2 separate regions of the Mus musculus genome follow, and region 2 is linked to region 1. Evidence: chromatin contacts called from public Hi-C data. All regions are on one chromosome and are shown on one strand. The core of a region is the stretch at or near the end of the contact, and the rest is flanking DNA. Distances in the headings are between cores, read along the strand shown.

Region 1 (6,094 bases), core at 1,938-4,437:
GTTTGAAGCTGATTTAGAGTTTATTAATGAAACGAGACAACCCACTCAAGGAGTGTGGGCATGAATAAACACACAGGCTTAAGTGTCTTAAGAAGAGCTACACATGTGTCTCTTTGGAAGCTACATTATTCTGTGGATGCAATTTATAGCCAATTTGAAAGATTAGGTAAAGTTTTAAAATTAAGAATTAATGAGCTGGTTTATTTTTCTTTACAAATGAAAATGTTTTTTCTTTACAAATTTCTTTACAAATTCTTTACAAATTCTTTACAAATTTTCTTTACAAATTTCTTTACAAATGGAAATGGTTTTTCTTTACAAATATTTTTCTTTACAAATGAAAATGGTTTTTCTTTACAAATGTAAATGGTTTGTGAGTACATTGAACAGATTTAGAGATGACAAAGTTGTGCTGAGAATATAAAAAATGAAAGCTCACAAGAGTTTAAGACACATTTTGGCCTCATGTGTTGCTTTAATACTATTTTAGTATTTCATTAGCATACATGATTATATAAAATAATGGGTTTCTTTTGAAAATTATTTGATTTATTTACATTCCAAATGTTGCCCCCCCTTCCCGGTCCCCCTTCCAAGAATTCACCCCCTCCTCATCCCTTTTGCCTCTGAGAGGGTGTTCTCCGACTCCCTCACTCCCCATCATCTCTCTTTCCTGGGGCATCAAGTCTCTACAGGATTAGACACATCCTTTCCTACTGAGGACAAAGAAGTCCTCTGCTAAATGTGTGCTGGGCCTTGGACCAGCCCATATATGCTCTTTGGTTTGTGGCTTAGTCTCTGGTAACTCCCAGGGGTCTGACTTAATTGACATTGTTGTTCTTCCTATAGGGTTGCCATCCCCTTCAATTCCTTCAATCCTTCCTCTAACTCTTCCATGGGGGTCCCCAACCTCTGTCCAATGGTTGGCTGTAAGTCTCTGCATTTGTCTCAGTCAGCTGCTGGTAGAGCCTCTCAGAGGACAGCCATGCTAGGCTCCTGTCTATAAGCATACGATAGCAGCAGTAATAGCATCAGGGTTTGGTGCCCACCCATGGAATGGATCCCAAGTTGGGCAGGTCACTGGATTGCTTTCCCTTCGATCTCTGCTCCATTTTTGTCCGTGTATTTCTTTTAGACAGGAACAAATCTTGGTTAAAAAAAATTGAGATGGGTGGGAGGCCCCAATCCCTCCACTGGGGGCCATGTCTATCTACTGGAGGTGGTCTTTTCAGGTTTCATCTCCCCACTGTTGGGTACTTCCGTTAAAATCGTTCCCATTGAGTCCTGAGAGCCTCTCACATCCCAAGTCTCTGGGGCTTTCTAGAGGGTTCCTCCACGCACACACCCCTGAATAATGATTTTTTTAAAAAAATGAAACCTTTGTATATATACATACCTGCTTTCAAATTTTTACGTGAGATAGTTCTCAAAAGTAAATTATATATAGTTGTTTTACAGGTTGTCTTTGCAACGGTTTCATCGGTTGTATTAAAATTCTTGACTTTCAGCCAGTGAGAGATGTAAATCAAATCTAAGAGAGTGAATTTTTTCCTCATGCCTCCTTAATTTTATCTATTTTTAAAAAGTTTGTCTCATTGTTTTTATTTAGGAAATAGATTTGGTAATTTAAATTCTACAATAAAACAGCCAGGACCAAAACAACTTCACTGGTGAATTCTATGAAAACAGTTAAAGAAGAAAATACTAGTTCTACCTATTTCCTTCATAAAAAAGACATGTTTGGGCATACTTTTCAGCTCACACACGAGGCCAACATTAACCAGATAGCACAAACAGACAGCCCTAAATACTACCAAATCAGTAAAACTACAGGGCCAAATCCTTTCCAAATATAGGTTCAAACTCATTGGTAATGTGCCACAAGTCAGCAGAGTTTATATGGTCATATTCTGGGAGTGTTGTGTGACTCACTGCCCTTCAAGATAAACAATGCCATCTTTATGGCCCCATATACATACTAGCGGCACCAATTGAATTCAGAGGTTTAAAAAAGTGGGTACATAAAGATGGGAGAGAGATATGGTTGGGGTGAGCTGGGAGGAGTTGGGTGAGAGAGATCTGAGAATGGGTTTCATCGGCAACACATCATGTGTGTGTTTTGTGTGGAATTCTCAAAGAACAAATAAAAATATTTTTTTAATTCCGTCATCAACTTGGTGTTCCACTCCTAAAGCTAGGGAAATAGCTAAGAACGTGGAATTGTTACCTTCTGCTGCACTCAGGCCATGGTGCCTCATCTACGTGATCTAGGTCCTCACCTCGCTGATTCTAGCTCAGCTCAGCCCAGTCCAGCCTTTGCCTTGACAACTTTCATTTTTAATTTCCTAATCAGACTCTACTTCCATACTCTCTAGGGTTCCTCTGCAAACCTCTTAGCCCAGATATCACTCAAGATTCCACTGTCTCCTTGAATTTTCCTTCCTCAGATTGCTGGCCAAACTATATTCTGATTGTTACTTCTCTTCCTTACTTCTGTTCAACCCAGGAGCCAGCATTTGAGACCCCTGATGGCAATGAAATAGGCAGCTGGGCTCCTCACTTCTCAAATACTAGAAAGTCATGCACCCTCCTAAGAGTAAATCTGATTTATAAGCACCTTTAAAATAAGTCATTTTCAAGTAAAATGCTAAGCTCACACAAATACCTAACAGGCTATAACTGAGTAGAAGTTTCCCTGACCTTTGTTAATGAACAGATAAGACAAAGCAATTAGCACATAATTAGGAAACCAATGCTACTTTAAAACTAAACAAACTGCCTCCCTGCCAGTTTTACTCGGAGGGTTAATTTTCTACTTTGCTCTTTTTTTTTTTTTTTTTTTTTTTTTGTCATAAGGACAAAGGGAAACTACAACTACCCATTAGACCATTGTTACTGCACAGTATGTATGGTTTTCTTTTTCAATTAGTAAGATGTCACTATCGTTCAGAGATCCAAACAAGGTGTCCTTATTTATTTCAAGTGACAAATTTGAAACCAAGAGTAAATCGTGGAGGAAAGAACCACTATGGTTTTCTTCTTTCTCTCCTTTGCTCCTCTCACCAGCAGCAACTATGGTCATCTCGAGAAAAGACTGATTGAAAGCACAGAAGCTGGACTTTGGTTCTGGGACTTGGGGAGGCTTTACAGACTTCTGGATTTGCTCTAGTTTCGATTTGATTGGCAGCCAGGGCCAGTTCTGACAGGGCATTTAGAGAATGTTTTTCTAGCCTTAAGAGCTGTTAATTGGCAAAACGATAAGAAAGCTGCAATCCCCACCTTAGCCCGAAGAGGGCGACGTTTAGCCATTTCTGTGGTTTGGGGCACAGTTCGACTGTTAAAGAGGGCACAGTCTCTCTGTCTCTCTGTCTCACTCTCCCTCCTTCCCTCCCTTCCTCTCATTCCCCTCTCTTCAAATTTCCATAACCCAGAATCAACAACAAGCACTAGTCTTCCTTCAGTGCCTAGCTTTCATGTATTGGTTTCTCCGCATATAGATATTAAACTTGTTTGGTTATCTTAAGGGACTTTAATTTTTTCCTCTGTAAACCTTTCACAAAATTAACATGTCCAGATGCACCCCCAACACTCAAGCTTGGTCATAGACTTGAATGTAAAATGCAAAACAATGCAATTCCCAGAAAGAGACATAAAATAAAAATATCGTCTTTGCTATAGTAATGGGTTTTTTGGCTACAATAGCAAAGGTAGCCTGCATGAAAGAAATGATTGAGCTGGGCGTGGTGGCACACGCCTTTAATCCCAGCACTTGGGAGGCAGAGGCAGGCGGATTTCTGAATTCGAGTCCAGCCTAGTCTACAGAGTGGGTTCCAGGACAGCCAGGGATAGAAACCCTGTCTCGAAAAACTAAAAAAAAAAAAAAAAAAAAGGAAAAGAAAAGAAATGATTGATAACTTTTACTTGATTACAATAAAATCCGTCTCTTCTGGAAAAGGCTAAAAGAATGAGAAGACAAGCCACAGACTGAGTGAAACTATATTTTCCGAGTTACAGATGATAAAACACTGTTATCTGAAGTATAACGAATCCTTAAGATATTGAGCAAGAAGAGGATGGCCTTGTCATGCATCAATGGGAGGAGAAGTCCTTGGTCCTATGAAGGCTTGATAGATGCCCCAGTGTAGGGGAATCGAGGGCTGGGAGGTGTGAGTGGGTGGGTGGGTGGGTGGAGGAACACCCTCACAGAAGCAGGGGGAGGGGGCATGGTATAGGGGGCTTCCAGGAGGGGGTAAAACCAGAAAAGGGGATTACATTTGAAATGTAAATAAAGAAAATATCCATAAAAATTTTCTGATTGTTTTATATATATATGTATATATATATATATATTAATGATACTAAAATAGAAAACGAATTTAAAAAAGATGTCGAGCAAGCAATGAAAATTCAGTAGAAGATGCTCTAAAGATCTTAGTAGACACCCTTCAGAGAAGCTATACAGATGAAGAGTGTGGCATCAGATGTCACTAGGAAACTGCAAATTAAAATAAGGACGAAGTAGGTCCTTGGGAGAGTGCTTGCTGAGCATGTATGAGACCCTATGTTTCTTTGGCAGAATTGCAAATAAATTAATTAATTAACAAAGTTCACAATCTAGAATAATGGCGACAACAGATTCTAATGAGAATGTGGAGCCATAGAAACCCTCACCTACTGCTTGATGGCAATGCAAAGTGGTTCAGCCTTGATAAGAAAGAGCCTGTCAAGTTCTTGCAAAACTAATATGTTAACATATGACTCAGCAACTGCCAAGTTCAGTGTTTTTCAAATGAACTGAAAACTTGTGCCTACAGAAAACCGTGCGTATGAATGTTTATCACAGCTTTATTCATAATTGCTCAAACCTCAAAGCAACCAAGGTGTTCTAAATGCAAATATACAAAGGAACAGTGGTTTATCAAGAAAATGGAATATTTGGCACGTTAAAAAGAAATACACCCAGAAACAGCTGTCAAGCCATGGAAAGACATAGAAGACACTACTTAGTGGGGGAAAAACATTTGAAAAGACGAAATACTTTATAGATCTAGCTATTGACATTCTGGTAAAAGGCAAAACTGAAACACATGAAACTCAAGAAGAATGAAGACTGAAGTGTGGACACTATGCCCCTCCTTAGAATTGGGAACAAAACACCCATGGAAGGAGTTACAGAGACAAAGTTTGGAGCTGAGACAAAAGGATGGACCATCTAGAGACTGCCATATCCAGGGATCCACCCCATAATCAGCTTCCAAACGCTGACACCATTGCATACACTAGCAAGATTTTGCTGAAAGGACCCAGATATAGCTGTCCCTTGTGAGACTATGCCGGGGCCTAGCAAACACAGAAGTAGATGCTCACAGTCAGCTATTGGATGGATCACAGGGCTCCCAATGGAGGAGCTAGAGAAAGCACCCAAGGAGCTAAAGGGATCTGCAACCCTATAGGTGGAACAACATTATGAAGTAACCAGTACCCCGGAGCTCTTGACTCTAGCTGCATATGTATCAAAAGATGGCCTAGTCGGCCATCACTGGAAAGAGAGACCCATTGGACAGGCAAACTTTATATGCCCCAGTACAGGGGAACGCCAGGGCCAAAAAAAAAAAAAAAAAAAAAAAAAAAAAAAGGGAATGGGTGGGTAGGGAAGTGGGAGGGAGGGTATGGGGGACTTTTGGGATAGCATTGGAAATGTAATTGAGGAAAATATGTAATAAAAATATTTTTAAAAAGGCAAAACTGTGGCAACAATAAAGAGATCAGTGGTTGCCAGGGGCTAAATGCAAGATGGCGATGAACTGGCAGAATGTGGGAGAAGAACTACACTGTGTGGTACTAGTTAGTGAGTGTGTATTGTAGAATGGTCAGTGTACATCACCAGTGGGAACTACGGACATTTTGTAGTAATGAGGTGTCAGGGGAGATTCACCAACTTAAATGGGTAACTGGAGGGGATGCTGATTATGAGAGAGCCTACGCTTGTATATAGAATGAGGATTATATGAGAAGGAAGCCTGTGGGTCTTCTGCCCGGTCTTACCCTAAAACGAAACCTGCTCTATAAACATCATGTTAACCTTAAACAGTTC
Region 2 (6,094 bases), core at 2,535-5,034, 36 kb before region 1:
AGGATTTCTCTGTGTAGCCCTGGCTGTCCTGGAACTCACTCTTGTAGACCAGAATAGCCACAGAGAACTCACAGAGATCCATTTGCCTCTGCCTCCTGAGTGCTGGGATTAAAGGAGTCCACCACTTCCTGGCTTCACATTCCATTATTGAGCTGCACGAATACACTTTGATCATTACATAAGGGCATTGACAGACTTACTGTCACTTTGATAAGTAAAATGAAATAAAGATGTGTAGCATTTGAAATCTATGTCCTGCACATAGCTAATATAAGCTCAAGTAGTTCTTTTGACGGTGGCCTTAATGGGGATTGTTTGATTATACACTCCATGGGTTAGAATTCAGCTCAAAGACTTTGTATCTACAGGTTGGCTCTATTCTGGGTGCTTGAGCCAAGACAGTCAAAGTTACAGTTTCTAACCACTAATGTGTAAATGAAAACATTTTCTTATCAACATATTCTGATATGTTTTAAATGATCTTTAGTTGCAAGTCATGAACCCTAAGGCATCTGCAAGAACAATCATTTTACAAATACCAGTGGTTCCAAAGCCTCTCTGCGTTATATAACCTTTACTGTCTTATTTAAATCAGAACTCACAACAAGGGAGATCAGTTTTGGTACTATTATTAAGTGTAAGCATACAAATGAGTGTAAACAGCAGTGAAAACACTAAAATTTTCACTGAAAAGGGCTGCAATCAACGCCTTCAAATAATCTCCTAAAACCTGAAAAATGCTACTATGTATAACATCATAGCAAGCTTTTGTCTGAGGACAGTGGATCAATCTGAATCCACCTGAAGTGGTTATTTAGAGTTAAATATTGCACAAACAAATGAAAGGAATTCGGAGTACTTTAAGCAATGCCTCGTTTTCCCAAAAGGAGGCTAGATAGCAACTCTGACATTAAAATCGTCATACCAACTAGGAATGGCTGGTATTTCATTACAGTGTGGTTATCTGAAACTTTAGTCGACCAAACTGTTTTTCTTTCTAACATATTAAGATCCATTTTTTGTAGGACTGGGGCTTTGCATATTCTAGGAAAGCACCCTAGTGCTGAGATATACTTCAAACCCTTAGGATCATCTTGTAAATGCAACTAAGATTCTAAAATAGGGGTTGGTTTCAGTCCTCATTGCATGCTGCCACTAGAGAAGGTTTAAAAAGAACAAAATTCATATGCTTTTCACAAAATATATACTGCTAATGGAAATAGTATCACCTAGTGCTTGGAAACAAAGTCAAAGTCTTGGTTTGGACTCTTACCATTTTAGAAATTACAGTCCCTGGACTGGTAATGCATACTTAAACAAGATCTAAGGCAAATATTAATAGTCTTTGGAGAGTATATTTTGTTCACTACAAAGCATATTAACTAGATGCTTGGTGAGCAGAGCTTTGTGTTTTTCACTCACTGCTACTCGCTAGCATCTACGACTGTGCTGTACAGAGTACTAGACACTCAAATGGCTTCACTTCTAAGAGTACTCTGTAACAGAAAATATTTCCACTATGATACTATCAGTGTTCCTTGGCCTCCTCACACTGGGGGCGTGCTTGTCTTTTTATGTTCCCAGAGGGAAAACTAAGGCCTTGAGACCATAGGGCGTTGCACCAGATCACACAGCTGGTCAGGGACAACAGCGAGGCTAGAATGTAGAGTGCAGGTTGACTCCTAGTTGTAGCTGTTCCAGTACACACATCGATATCCGGCAGGATGACTCTGCAAACTGTAACCTACCTGGTTAGAATGGAGACAGCTTGACTCCAGCTGTGCTCTCTGAAAGCACGGAGGATCCCCATGTGATGACTTTGCAAATACAACCAGATGACGAGGCCTCGTGCATTTGTGTTGATTACCTTATGGTTTAGCTTAATAATTATGGGTAATTACACCATTGTTTATGGATAATGTGTGACTACAGTGACAAACAATATGTAGTTTTCCTATTATTTTGCAGTCACATGCCTACAGAACGTAATTTTCTAAAATGTCTGAAAGCAGAAAGGAAGAGTGAGAGTTCACTAAAAAGCCTTTGGCACATGTGCTTTTGATTGGCTGGACTCTGAGACGTAACAGAGTGGGTATGTCTGGTTTGGATTAGTGCTGGCTAGTCTTCCCTCTCAGACCAATGAGCATGTGAACATACCCACCCCCCAGCCCCGAGTTCCTGGTGCTTAGAGGAATCCATATTGGGAGAGCTAAAGCCTCTTCTTCCTCTCTAAATGTTCTAGAAAGCAGGGCTTTCTAAATCTGGCTGATTCCCCATTTCCCTACAGCAGAGGAGTAAAATGTAGATCTTTTTAGCCCTCTCCCCTGCCCCAGAGATCTAAGTGTGGCTATGGATGGTCAGGCCAAGAATCTGTATTTTTCATAAGCATCAGGTGATTGTGATAGGCAATCCAGTTTGGAAAAGCCTCATTTCTGGGGAGTTGTCCATCTCTTGTTTTCCCCTTGGTTGGCTTTTCCTGAAATCCCCCCACCCATCGGGCTTCACAGCCTTACCCTATTGTTTCTCAGGACCCTTCCACTCCTCCCTCCCACCCCCGTTTCATTTCATTTTATTTTTTCCACCTCCCAGTCTCCCCACTCTATCATACACTAAATATGGTGTTTCTGACCATCTCACCATGTTACCATAGTCCACCACACACTGCTCTTAATGCATCCAACCAAGCTTGGTCGCTTATTCATCATCCAGCCTGAGTCCACCCCACTCTGCACGCACATACACATACCAAAGACATACCTAACACATGTCACATTCCAAGCGCCACCCCCCAGACAAACGGTGTACACCAAACACACATTCACTGCGCATGCACACAGTGTACACACACACACACACACACACACACACACACACACATTCTCCGCCAGGAACAATGCTGCTTTACCTGACACTAATCCCCTTCTCCACTTTCTCTCTTTACACACCCTTACATTCCACCATGGCTCCTCCGGCGTCATCGGCCTCCACGTCTTCTCAAGTGTCTGGGCCTCTCTGGAGACACCTTCATTTTTTCCCCTCAAATCCGAAGTCTCCCCCTCTTTTCAGGACCCCCGCCCCAAAGCCCACTACCTTCGAAAAGTTCCCTAATATCCCGGGGCTTCGGACCTCGCTGTCCCTCCCACCCGCGGTTTCCAAGGCTCAGCCTCATTCGGGCATCCCATCCCCCCGTACGCACCCCCACCCACCCAGAGCCTCGTGCCCCCGGCCCGCTCCCATTGCTGCCCGCCTTCCCTCCGACCCTCCCACGGGGGCGCCCCACCTCCCCCGGCCTCTCTCCCGCCCCGCTTCCACGCCAGGGTCCCCTCTTTTGTCTCCACGACCCCCTGGCCCTGCCTCCGTACCAGGCCCGTAGAACTTGCGGCCTTTGGTCACGTCGAACACCTTGCCGTTGATGGCCATGAGAATGCGCGGGTCCTGGACGCCATCGAAACGCCTCAGCTCGGCAGGGGTGAAGTCGCGCCGCTTGAGGCGGGGCAGCGGGGGTGGTTCGTCGTCGTCGTTGTCGCCACTGGCACCGGGCTGGTCCCCGCGAACGATCTTGTAGAGCAGGAAGATGCAGAGGCCCAGGAGGAGCAGGTTGAGAGGAGACGTGAAAATCTCGTGCAGCAGCCCGCCGCCCTCTAGCTCGCTCGGGTCGGCGCCAGTCGCCACCACATCCTCGGCAGCCATGATCTCTGGAGCAAAGGTTGGGCCCGGCTAGGCAGAGCTCCGGAACAGTCCGCTTCCTCCGCCCTCCCAGCGAACAGTGGCGCGCAGCGTTCTTTGACAGAGGAAGAAAAGCTCGGGAGGGGCGGGGCTCCGGGGGCGGAGCCTATAAGCCCCCGCCCTTCGCGGCCACCTAAGCGCCCCGCCCTGCTCGGGCTGGCTCGGGCAAGCTGGGCCTGGTTCGGCCTCTGCTTCGGGCCCCCTATGTAGCCTCGGGGGTCTTGGTCTTTCTCCCTCAACCGCTCCGTCAACCAGGGCCACCGAGCCCAGCCCACCTCTCTGTTCTACCTGCTGGGCCTCTGCCCCGGTTTCCGGGCACCCTCAGATCATAGTGCAGCTCGCAGACACACAGCTCAGTCTCTTGGGTACAGTGGGTAGCTTCCCGCTGACCCTGTGGGGAAGCCTTGACTTTAGGGCCCGCTCCTCGCGGCAAATGACGTCAGTTAAAATGAGGTCGCATTTCTCTTGCTTCGCTTCTATTTTAAAGCCCCTTATACTCTCTCCCCTGGGCCATACCCTTAGAGCCAGGTAGCTGTTTTGGGATACTCTAATATCATGCCTTCAACTCCTTTTCACCTTACAGTCCTAGACTATTCGAACATCCATTTTGGGATGGTTCGCCTCCAATTCTTGCCCAAAAGCTGTGGGACTAACACCCAAAGGACAGCCAGTCAGGTAACAGGCCTGTCAATTCTATAAAATCTGGAGCTCAGATCGCCAGATTTTGCGTTTGTTCTTAAAGTTTTTTTTTTTCTTTTTGAAATCATCAATTATGCTTAGTCACAAGGCACCAGTAATCAACAACTGACATTCTGTTGTTGAGCCTTTTTTTTCTATAGAAATACCAGAATAATGTTCAAAGTTCCGTTGCTTGACAGCATTCTTCTATTTGAAGTCTGTGGAAACTACCCTTGGCAGTCACTGTAACCCTGAGCACAGCCCCTGATAAACGCTGGAGTTTGGAAGGATCCTAGATTTTATCTTTTTAGATTCCCAGGCTTCTGGTGTGCAAACAGGCTGCACGGGAGCAGGCCTCTATGGAACAAGGATTGTGCCTATTTTTCAGAGACCTAATCTGGCTGCCCCCCCCCTTAAATTGTAATTGGGAAACGGTAACATAAGAAAAAGGAGAATAATTAAAACCAAGCCATGCACACATCTGCAGAGCAGGGCACGACTTTTCCATACAATCCTGTTTGTACACCACTTACATGCAAGAGATTTGTGCAGAGAATTGGCTAAATTCTGAAAACTTTTGGCAAACACTGCTGTAATCCCTGCCCCCCCCCATCTTCTTAAAGTGTAATGAGTCAAACACTCTTTATATCCAGCCCACACATTTTTTCCCCCAGAGCTAAATTTAGGATTAGCTAAACCGGCCCCTCCAGATCTTTTGTCAAAACTCTTCAACTTAATCATCATGAAACAAGCTCAAACTGAGAGCACTCAGCTCCGGTTAGAATCCAGTTATCCCTTTCACAGAGTACTGTGAGCAGCAAAGATATTTCTTAAAAAATAACAAACTTGTGAAAAATGTTTTCATTTGAAACTAATATGGCCAAAAAAAAAAAAAAAAAAAGGGGGCTGGTGAGATGGCTCAGCGGTTAAGAGTGCCGACTGCTCTTCCAAAGGTCATGAGTTCAAATCCCAGCAACCACATGGTGGCTCATAACCATCTGTAATGAAATCTGATGCCCTCTTCTGGTGTGTCTGAAGACAGCTACAGTGTACTTACATATAATAAATAAATAAATATTTAAAAAAAAAAAAAAAAAAAAAGAATCTATCTTTCAGTGTTCATGTTAACTGATAGGAAGATCGTTAAGAGGCTGAGGAAATGGCCTAGTGGGCAAAACACACTGGCATGCAAGTGGAAGACCAGCTTCACCATCCCCAGCACTCATATAAAAGCTATGAGGGTTTGGCAGCTAGCCTTTAATGCAGAGCTGGGGAGTGGGCAACAGGTTAACAGACTATCTTTTGCCCTGCTATCTAAGGGGGGGTGATTAAGGGATACACTATACTTCAACCTCTGCCATCCACACAAGCACACCCCCCCATACACACACATGCATACTCAAATACATACCACACTCACAGACCATGTGGCAAAGAAGAAAGAAACAAAAAAAGAAAGAAAAGAAAATCACAAGTGAAATCCTCTAGTCATAATGGAGAAAAATGAGGAAATATCAGTGGTGAATAAAAGCATATAAAATGTTCAGTTTTGTTAGTAATTAAGAAATACATGGAAATACCATTGTCATCTGCCACCTTTGTATAGGATGGGTATAAAGAGCAGAAACGAATAACATGCTGGTAGAAAAGTGAGGAGGATGTTCCCATACATCAACATCAGCATAAGTTT

What was found. A called contact is a pair of places that touch in the nucleus more often than the background predicts.
Region 2: a contact with region 1 is called in a Hi-C map of liver, with 1.9 times the contacts expected there. The contact joins the promoter of Pgrmc1 here to the enhancer-like site in region 1. A contact is called at or near these places in 12 of 484 Hi-C or Micro-C datasets (B cells, the G1E-ER4 cell line, beige adipocytes and 6 more), 6 of 115 datasets of contacts at active chromatin or transcription factors (CD8 T cells, the SCID.adh cell line, embryonic fibroblasts and 1 more) and 2 of 9 other capture datasets (adipose tissue and liver).

What each region holds. Positions count from the first base shown.
Region 1 is chrX:36,559,019-36,565,112 of GRCm38.p6, reverse strand. No RefSeq gene overlaps it. Among named protein-coding and RNA genes, the nearest start is that of Pgrmc1, 36 kb to the left of the region's middle. Within about 2 kb of position 3,187, at least 5 of the 459 cell types and tissues checked have an H3K27ac peak or open chromatin away from gene starts, as enhancers often do. A contact at or near this core is called in liver, where this site is marked.
Region 2 is chrX:36,595,883-36,601,976 of GRCm38.p6, reverse strand. It overlaps Pgrmc1 (progesterone receptor membrane component 1), which reads right to left and starts at 3,784. Exons shown (of 3, transcript NM_016783.4): 1 at 3,363-3,784. The coding sequence starts at 3,690.